Linked DNA regions of Mus musculus: regions 1 and 3 are each linked to region 2. A link is a contact called in public HiChIP or PLAC-seq data. All regions are on one chromosome and are shown on one strand. The core of a region is the stretch at or near the end of the contact, and the rest is flanking DNA. Distances in the headings are between cores, read along the strand shown. Region 1 holds the start of Hoxa5 (homeobox A5). Region 2 holds the start of Halr1 (Hoxa adjacent long noncoding RNA 1). Region 3 holds the start of Hoxa9 (homeobox A9).

Region 1 (2,700 bases), core at 83-2,582, 100 kb before region 2:
CTACTGAAAAGAAAGGGTCTACGAGCTGGGCCCCAGCCCTGTCCCGGCCTCTCAGGATGCCCCTAATCAAGAAGCCTGAGGAACAAAGAGGAACACCCCCCTTCCCCGACAGAACCAAATCTCTCTATCGGCGCGTAACCGTCAGTGGGAGAGTAGCAGCCTCAGCCGAGGCAAGCCAACCTGGGTTTACAGCTTGGGAGCGACTAGGCTCCCGCAGGCTCCCAGCTCCCGATTTCCACTCTCAGCCTCATACAGCTCGGACGCAATCCACCTCGCAGCTTTCAGGACCCAAAGAGGGGGCCCAAGACCATGAGAGCCGCAAGAGTCCTGGCTTCCAAACGTGCCAGGGACGCCTGAGATGCCAGGCCTCTAGTAGAGAGAGTCTGCTCTCTTCTCAGCTACATTTGTGATTTACTTTCGTCTTTCGGAGCCCAGGAAAATAACTACGGTGATACTAGACACAGCCACGAAATGATTCCATTAGTTCCCGCAATTTATTCCCAGTGGTCTAAGCGAGATCCCAATAGCTCTACCCACCGATCCCAGCTTCCAAGCAGCCTCGGAGGCCGTTTGGGTATCAGGGCCCAATCTCTGGGTTCACCAAGAACCCTGCTACCTGGGGCCGGGCTGATCAGAGGAACCGGACCAGGGATGAAGATCTTCCAGGCTGGATAAATAAACAAATCAGATAGCAAACTAATGGCACGAAAAACATATTTGCACGGAGGAAAAAAATGATTCTGGTTATACGAGTGTATGGAATTTGACCTCGCCTCGGAGAAACACTACACAAAAGCTGTCTTTAATAGACGCCTGTGGTTTAAGAGCGGCAGGGGCACTGTCCTTCATGCGTTCACAAAAACAGAGCCGTAATTGTGGCTGCTGCTGTGGGCAGGATTTATTTCTTCAATTGGCTAAATCGTCTTCCCTTCCTCGAAGGTGATATCTGTGTTTTCAAAATTCACAGCTGCCGGCCGGGCTGGCAAACCGACCCCAACCTCTACACAAAAATAAGAGGGGATACAAAGCCGGGGAAATAAAGTTGTTGTAAATAATTCTAAGTCACCACCTCCCCCGAATCCTCTGTATCCTCGCCGGGCGTGCGATCGGCAGCTGACGGCCTCACAATTGGTACATCCTAATGGAACTGCGAGGGAAATGCAATAATTTTGCCATAATGGGCTGTAACCTCAATTCGACCCCGGCCCTTGAAGCCCGAGGTCGGAAGCGAAGCGATGCGCCCAGTCTCCAGCGGGTGGCGCTCGAGTCCGACTGAACGGCGGCAACGGGTGGCGGGGACGCGCCCAGGGCGCGCGCGCCACCCCTCTTGCCTCCACCCAACTCCCCCATTAGTGCACGAGTTTACCTCTAGAGGTCATCAGGCAGGATTTACGACTGGACAACAAAAGCACGTGATTCGAAGTCGTACCCCATATTTGGGTGCCTACGTAGGAGGGAACCGAGTACATGTCCCAGTCATTTCCATAATTCATCATAAATTGTGCAAGGGTGCTATAGACGCACAAACGACCGCGAGCCACAAATCAAGCACACATATCAAAAAACAAATGAGCTCTTATTTTGTAAACTCATTTTGCGGTCGCTATCCAAATGGCCCGGACTACCAGTTGCATAATTATGGAGATCATAGTTCCGTGAGCGAACAATTCAGGGACTCGGCGAGCATGCACTCCGGCAGGTACGGCTACGGCTACAATGGCATGGATCTCAGCGTCGGCCGTTCGGGTTCCGGCCACTTTGGCTCCGGCGAGCGCGCCCGCAGCTACGCGGCTGGGGCCAGTGCGGCGCCCGCCGAGCCCAGGTACAGCCAGCCGGCCACGTCCACGCACTCGCCACCGCCCGACCCGCTGCCCTGCTCAGCGGTGGCCCCCTCGCCCGGCAGCGACAGCCACCACGGCGGGAAAAACTCCCTGGGCAACTCCAGCGGCGCCTCGGCCAACGCCGGCAGCACCCACATCAGCAGCAGAGAGGGGGTTGGCACGGCGTCCGCAGCCGAGGAGGACGCCCCTGCCAGCAGCGAGCAGGCGGGCGCCCAGAGCGAGCCGAGCCCGGCGCCGCCCGCTCAGCCCCAGATCTACCCCTGGATGCGCAAGCTGCACATTAGTCACGGTAAAGCCAGCCGTTTTCTGATCCACGCGTCCGTGGGGGCGCGGGTCTTGGTCACTCTCTGTTCTCTGCAGCCTCTCTCCCGTCTCTCTCCTAGTCTCGCCTCTCTCCAGCCCGCAGAGCCTCTCCCTGCGGCTCCCTTTTCCCTGCCTTTCTCTTTACTTCCTCCCAATTACTGCAGCAGCGATCTGCATTCACAGATACTGGGGAGAGGGGAGGGAGGAAAATGGGGTGGCCGAGTAAGTTTAAATGTTGAAAGAGGAAGAAATTCCGTCTGGAACCCCAGTGCCTCGGAACTCTCTTCAGGGTCAGGCCAGCGGAGTAGGGCATGCAGGGGTAGGGATGGCAGTAAGGGCCGTGAATCGGGCTTGTCAGGGGAGATAATTTATGGGAAGGGCTACGCTGGGGAAACAGCGTTACTAATTAGAGCCCCCTAAAAGGGGCTTGGGGGGAATAAGCCAGGCGAGGGCAGGCGGGATTCTGAAGTTTGAGGGCAAGAGGGAAAGCGAAGGAAAGGGAAGAAAAAGAAATCGGGCGCCCCAAGCGTACACTGGAACAGAAGGCGGCTAGCTC
Region 2 (2,700 bases), core at 88-2,587:
ATACTGCTTCCGGTAGGCAAACTCTCCTCCTACCTTTTCATCAAACCGCCTCTGGGAAGGGACTGGGTGATCTCCTGAGGGCAGGTTAAGGAGAACAACAGCAGCCTGAGGAGAGGTTTCCTTCTTTTTCTCCTTCTGCCTTAATGCCCCCACTTTAAATAACAGCTCCTTTCTGCAGTGAAGTTGGGTCCCCTGAAAACCACTTGGCAGTGGTTCGCGGTGAACCGTGAATGCTGAACTGAGCCGTGATTGATTTCACTTAGAACCACACAGAACTGACTCTTCTCTATGTACAGTGCAGCTCACCTGACATCTCTGCTCCCAAAACCTGCTTACTAACTTAATAAGCCAGTCCTCCTCCCCGCCCCATCCCCCAGCTCTCAAGCCCGGGCGTCATTGGCTGAGGCTTGGGTTCAGGCTGCCCTGAAGTCTGTACTGAACCTTGAAGCCTCTGACTAGCTTGGGGTCACATTACTTGAGGCTATCCAAGTAGAACCAACTCTAATAAGGAGAAACCAGATATTCCTCTCTTCTAGTTCCCAGATTCCTAGAAATTTCTTGTAAAAACAGTTCCTTGCATCTGGAGAGACGGTCCAGAGTTAAAAGCACGTGTGCTCTTGTACAGGACATTAGTTTGATTCCTAGCGCCCACATGGTGGGTCATAACATCCATAACTCCAGTTCCAGGGAATTGGAAGGCCTCGTCTGACTTCCTTGGGTGTGGGGCCATATATGATGCACATATATCATGATGCAGGCAAAACATCGCTACACATAAGACAAAATAAATAAAACCAAAACAAGACAGTTCTTTATGAGAGCAACAGCAAACTCATTCTTTGAACTCAGGTAGCTGTGGAGTCCATCGGCCCTTGTACCTGGACATCTACCTACTTCAGGTGTTTTGAAATTTCCTTTCTCCGAATCTGTGACCAACATGAGTAAGAAGGGCATTGGCGCAAACTTACATCAGCTGTGAAGGGAAGAACTGGGAAAAACAAGACGCGGAAAGATAAAAGGAAAGAAAAGATGTCGATGTATTCTTACGCTGGTACCCAGAGACACTCGCACCTGCCTATAATCCAATCCCATCACTGGGGAGGACGAGGCAGGAGGATGGGGAGTTCAAGGCCACCCTCAATCACATGAGCGTCTATCTCAGAACCCCAACAAACCAACAGATAACAATGAGAGAGAGAGAGAGAGAGAGAGAGAGAGAGAGAGAGAGAGAGAACACAATATTGCTTACTTTCTTCAGCTGCTGGTTCTCAGCTACTTTCTTCTTCTTTTGTCAGCCATCATCAGTCAGGTTGTATCACCTCCGCCCACGGTCTCCCAGCTGAGAGGCGCATGCGCACTCACTGCAGACAAAAGTCCTCCCAGGAAGAGCCAGGCATGCATCTTCCCACAATCTGTCCACACGGGTCTGCTGTTTGCACAGCTGGGTTTGTTTCTTTCAATGGCAGAGAAGGGAGGCTCCAAAAAAACACCGGGCTTCACAAAACTTTTCACGGTCTAACTAGAAGAAATTAGACTAAGGTCCAGAGGTTTCCCGCTGCATTTTTAGAAGGCAACATTCTTTTATTTTCAAGTGTCCTCTCTTGTCAATGGGTGTGGGAGACATTACAGCAACTACTATGTAAATGTTGATAATTAGTTTTGATATTTGCCCCAGGGAAGTTCCTTCCTAAAGAAATCATTTTTTTCTTCTTAAAAATATTTCAATCTCATTCCAGATGGAATATTTGTGACCTTTCCGTGGTCAGAGCTGGTCCATTGTGTTCAGAGGCAGCATGGCCCACCACCCTTCCTTTGCACCCTTCCCTCAACAATCCCACGTCTGGTTTTTCAATTTAAAGCGACTGTTCACAGAATTCCCACCATGAAGGAAAACACTGTGAGTCAATACACGTTGGGCCAGCGCCAATGCTCAGATAATGAAGTCGGTGGTACTTACGCAAGAAGGGTTTGCCCCCGTGATGGTAATAAATCTTTCACTTGTGTGTCATAAGCACAGAATGCCTAGATGAATTCAAAGACCCTGCTTGGAATTAGTTAAGTGGGTTTCCCTGCTTCCATAATGAGTTTCACAACTGCTCATAGAACATAGCTATTAATTACTAGCGAATAGGCTTTATTGAGGTCTGAAATGGGGAAGAGCTATTTATTTGGAGTAAGTCTAGGCCATTGTAGGTATTTCCTTGTGTTGTGTGAACATTTACACTGTTAGAGGCAAACTGATGATACCACCTTATGAGACTCAAGGGAGCGGCTGAGCAGTGAGTGGGGAGACACGGCGCTATGCGATGGAGGGAGAAAACTCAATTCCTTGTGAAATGGTAGCTGAGAGCTCTTTCAGAGCAGGTGCACTGTTCATGCGCGGTCTCCAAGCTAAGTGGATCTCAAATCAGATTCTGTGAAGTAGAAACCACATTAAAAATTGTATTTAGATCCAAAGTCTCTTTCCTTCCCACAGGAATTACAATTTCTATCAAATAAGTGCTGAACAGTATTACCATTTCTCCCTTGCTATGGTGTGTCTAAGAATGGTTTGTGACAGAAAGTCTTTTTAGAGCCTTGCTTTCAACATGCGTTTATGTTTTAATGATATATCCTCCACCTGTAAAAATGTAGTTCTAGCCCACAGAAAATCAACACATTTGAAGCTTTCTTGGTATATTTAGGCTGTCAACAGTGGGC
Region 3 (2,700 bases), core at 21-2,520, 120 kb before region 2:
CCAGTACTCCAGGCTCCCTCCAACTCTTCTCTGCCATTTTCTGCATCCGGGTACTGGGCTTATTTCAAAGACCAACGTTTTTGGAAGATTCTCAGTTGAGCATGAGGTGTTGTGTGGTTGCATCCATTTATTATTTCTAGATGTGTATACAACTCATCCAAAAGAAAGCAGAAATAAAAACCTGTATACTTTAGGATCATGTTTCTAGACTCACAAGGACAATATCTCCTTTTATGAATTTTCCCCCTTTTGGGCCACATGTAAACAGCTGCTTAATACTCAGTACCTAATTCTTTGTAATTTTTCTGTTTTGAGACTAAAGTTTTAAAAGTATTTTAAATTAATAAATATTAATGATATTAATGATGATGGTGATGATACATATCTTCTCTGAATACAAAAAATGAAAAAGTCAGCCAGGAATACTCTACCATTTACTATTACAATTAAGAGCAGAGTTATACTCCTGGGTTATTGCTTTAATGAAAACCTGAACCTCAGAGGACTACCGGATATTTAGAACACCTTGGGTTGTGTTGGGGGTGTGTGTGTCTTGGAGGAATTTGCAGGGAAAGGAAAAATATTAGGGGGAGGGGACTGAGGCAGTCAGGACAGGCCACATCCAGTTCCTGGCGCTGACCACTTTCTTCTTCCTGCCGACAAGCGAGGGGGTGTGGATCCCGGGAGCTTCCCAGCCCCTCTCTGGTGGAGAGCCTAATATTTGGGGGAATCTGTCAGAGCGTTGGAAAGTGTCTCCTTGAACTATTTCTGAGGAAGAAAGCAAAAACAAAGATGGAAATGTCTCGGGTCAGCATTTTTGTGGATAGTGAAGTAATGAGAAACATACTCTTGGAAGGCACAAAATTCACACGTGAATTTAATTACACAGTTTCTAAGAGCTGTTGCTTTGTGTTCCAGATTGGGATGGGGCCACCGCCCCTCCCATTAACAACAGTGGCTGTGGCCTTCTCACTTTTTTTCTCTTATTCCCAAAGATTCTAAGGGGTGAAAAATAACATCCTCCATTTGACCAAAGGATGAGATTAAAGTCAATGTCCAGTGTTCCTCCCGGGTTAATTTGTAGCACTGGACTTGAGCTGTAGTTTGACTATGGGATCTCTGTTGTTCTGTTTCAAGGATAACCAAGGCAGGGGCGCTGGAGATGGGGGCGGGGGGGAAAGAGAGGAAGGGAGGGAGGGGAGTAACAAAAGAAGGAAAAGGGGAATGGGAAGGAAGGGGAAAAAAAGTGGGGTGATAGAGGAATAGGAGGAAAAAACAGAAGAGGGAAGGATACCAGAGCGGTTCATACAGGGCCCAGAAACTAGGCGAGGTGACCCCTCAGCAAGACAAACACCTCTTGATGTTGACTGGCGATTTTCCCCATCTCCAGTCTGGGGAGCGGGACTAGGCATACAGATGATGGAGCTTAGAACCCGCTGGCTAGGGAATAAAATTCGCTGGGCAGTTTGTGCTCAAAGAAGTGGGCCAGGGCGCTTGTGACACAATCAGGGCGTTTGTGACACAAACCCTTGAGGGTTGGCAGTTCTCTCCTTGGCGGTTGCTCTGGTTGCTCTGTGGGGCCTTCCCTGTGGAGCAAGGGTGATCTGGCCGATGTGCAAGCGCCTGGCTGGCTTTCCAGTCTGACTAGGGTCGGTAGCCCATTTTAGGTGGTTGTATCATCGACGGTGCGTCGCGACAGGGGCGGTGGTCACTCTGTTTGAGGTGGAGAGAGCCTTGTATTTGACTTTTCTAGGCCGGCCCTGGGGGCGCGCGCGGGCGGGGGGCTCACATCTCTGAGGACTGCAAGGATTATTTACAGGGTATTCACCAACCAAACACAACAGTCTAATTTAACCTTTCCAAGTCCTCATAAATTTTTACAGGGAGCCACAGCGAGGCAAACGAATCTGTTGGTCGCTCCTGACTTTCCACCAGCCTGTGTGGCTTCCGAAACAATAACTCCTTATGAAATATCATAAATATAGATTTAAATACAGTAGAGTGAGAATGCGATTTGGCTGCTTTTTTATGGCTTCAATTATTGTCTAATTTTATGTGAGGGGCTCTGCTGGCCGTGCTCACACGCGGGACCCGCGCCTTCCTGATGGCGTGATTAATTGTGATATAAAATAGTCCGCTTAAGAAGTGTGTGTGTCTGGTATGTGTGTGTGTTGGGGGGGTGGCAAGGGAGAGTACAGAGGCAAGGCCAGATTTGATCTTTTAATCTTCGTTGGCCACAATTAAAACAAACCAGATCGTGGAGCTGCGCGATCCCTTTGCATAAAAACATATGGCTTTTGCTATAAAAATTATGACTGCAAAACACCGGGCCATTAATAGCGTGCGGAGTGATTTACGCGTTATTGTTCTGCCGGGCGGACACGTGACGCGCGTGGCCAATGGGGGCGCGGGCGCCGGCAACTTATTAGGTGACTGTACTTCACCCCCCCCTGGTGCCACCAAGTTGTTACATGAAATCTGCAGTTTCATAATTTCGGCGGGTCGGGCTGGGCCGGCCAGGCGCGGGCTACTGCAATGGCCACCACCGGGGCCCTGGGCAACTACTATGTGGACTCCTTCCTGCTGGGCGCCGACGCTGCTGATGAGCTGGGTGCGGGACGCTACGCTCCAGGGACCCTGGGTCAACCCCCAAGGCAGGCGGCAGCTCTGGCCGAACACCCCGACTTCAGTCCTTGCAGC

Evidence for each region. HiChIP or PLAC-seq counts read pairs in DNA pulled down with a chosen protein or histone mark.
Region 1: a contact with region 2 is called in an H3K27ac HiChIP or PLAC-seq map of embryonic stem cells, with 17 read pairs. The contact joins the promoter of Hoxa5 here to the promoter of Halr1 in region 2. A contact is called at or near these places in 4 of 39 promoter capture datasets (the 3T3-L1 cell line, 3T3-L1-derived adipocytes, embryonic stem cells and 1 more), 29 of 484 Hi-C or Micro-C datasets (8-cell embryo, the AtT-20 cell line, the BV-2 cell line and 17 more), 10 of 115 datasets of contacts at active chromatin or transcription factors (bone marrow-derived macrophages, cardiomyocytes, embryonic stem cells and 2 more) and 4 of 9 other capture datasets (adipose tissue, liver, macrophages and 1 more).
Region 3: an H3K27ac HiChIP or PLAC-seq map of embryonic stem cells shows a contact between it and region 2, with 15 read pairs. The contact joins the promoter of Hoxa9 here to the promoter of Halr1 in region 2. A contact is called at or near these places in 1 of 39 promoter capture datasets (3T3-L1-derived adipocytes), 5 of 484 Hi-C or Micro-C datasets (8-cell embryo, CD4 T cells, CD8 T cells and 1 more), 4 of 115 datasets of contacts at active chromatin or transcription factors (bone marrow-derived macrophages and embryonic stem cells) and 4 of 9 other capture datasets (adipose tissue, liver, macrophages and 1 more).

Annotation. Positions count from the first base shown.
Region 1 is chr6:52,203,219-52,205,918 of GRCm38.p6, reverse strand. Hoxa5 (homeobox A5) reads left to right here and starts at 1,332. Exons shown (of 2, transcript NM_010453.5): 1 at 1,332-2,130. The coding sequence starts at 1,569. The region is part of intron 1 of Hoxa3 (homeobox A3); the gene reads left to right. It overlaps Hoxa6 (homeobox A6), which reads left to right. Exons shown (of 2, transcript NM_010454.3): 2 at 1-1,061. All of the region lies in intron 1 of Hoxaas3 (Hoxa cluster antisense RNA 3), which reads right to left.
Region 2 is chr6:52,101,586-52,104,285 of GRCm38.p6, reverse strand. It overlaps Halr1 (Hoxa adjacent long noncoding RNA 1), which reads right to left and starts at 1,337. Exons shown (of 3, transcript NR_110440.1): 1 at 1,250-1,337.
Region 3 is chr6:52,225,940-52,228,639 of GRCm38.p6, reverse strand. Hoxa9 (homeobox A9) reads left to right here and starts at 1,270. Exons shown (of 2, transcript NM_010456.3): 1 at 1,270-2,700. The coding sequence starts at 2,536. Gm52902 (a long non-coding RNA gene) reads right to left here and starts at 1,136. Exons shown (of 2, transcript XR_003956434.1): 1 at 1-1,136.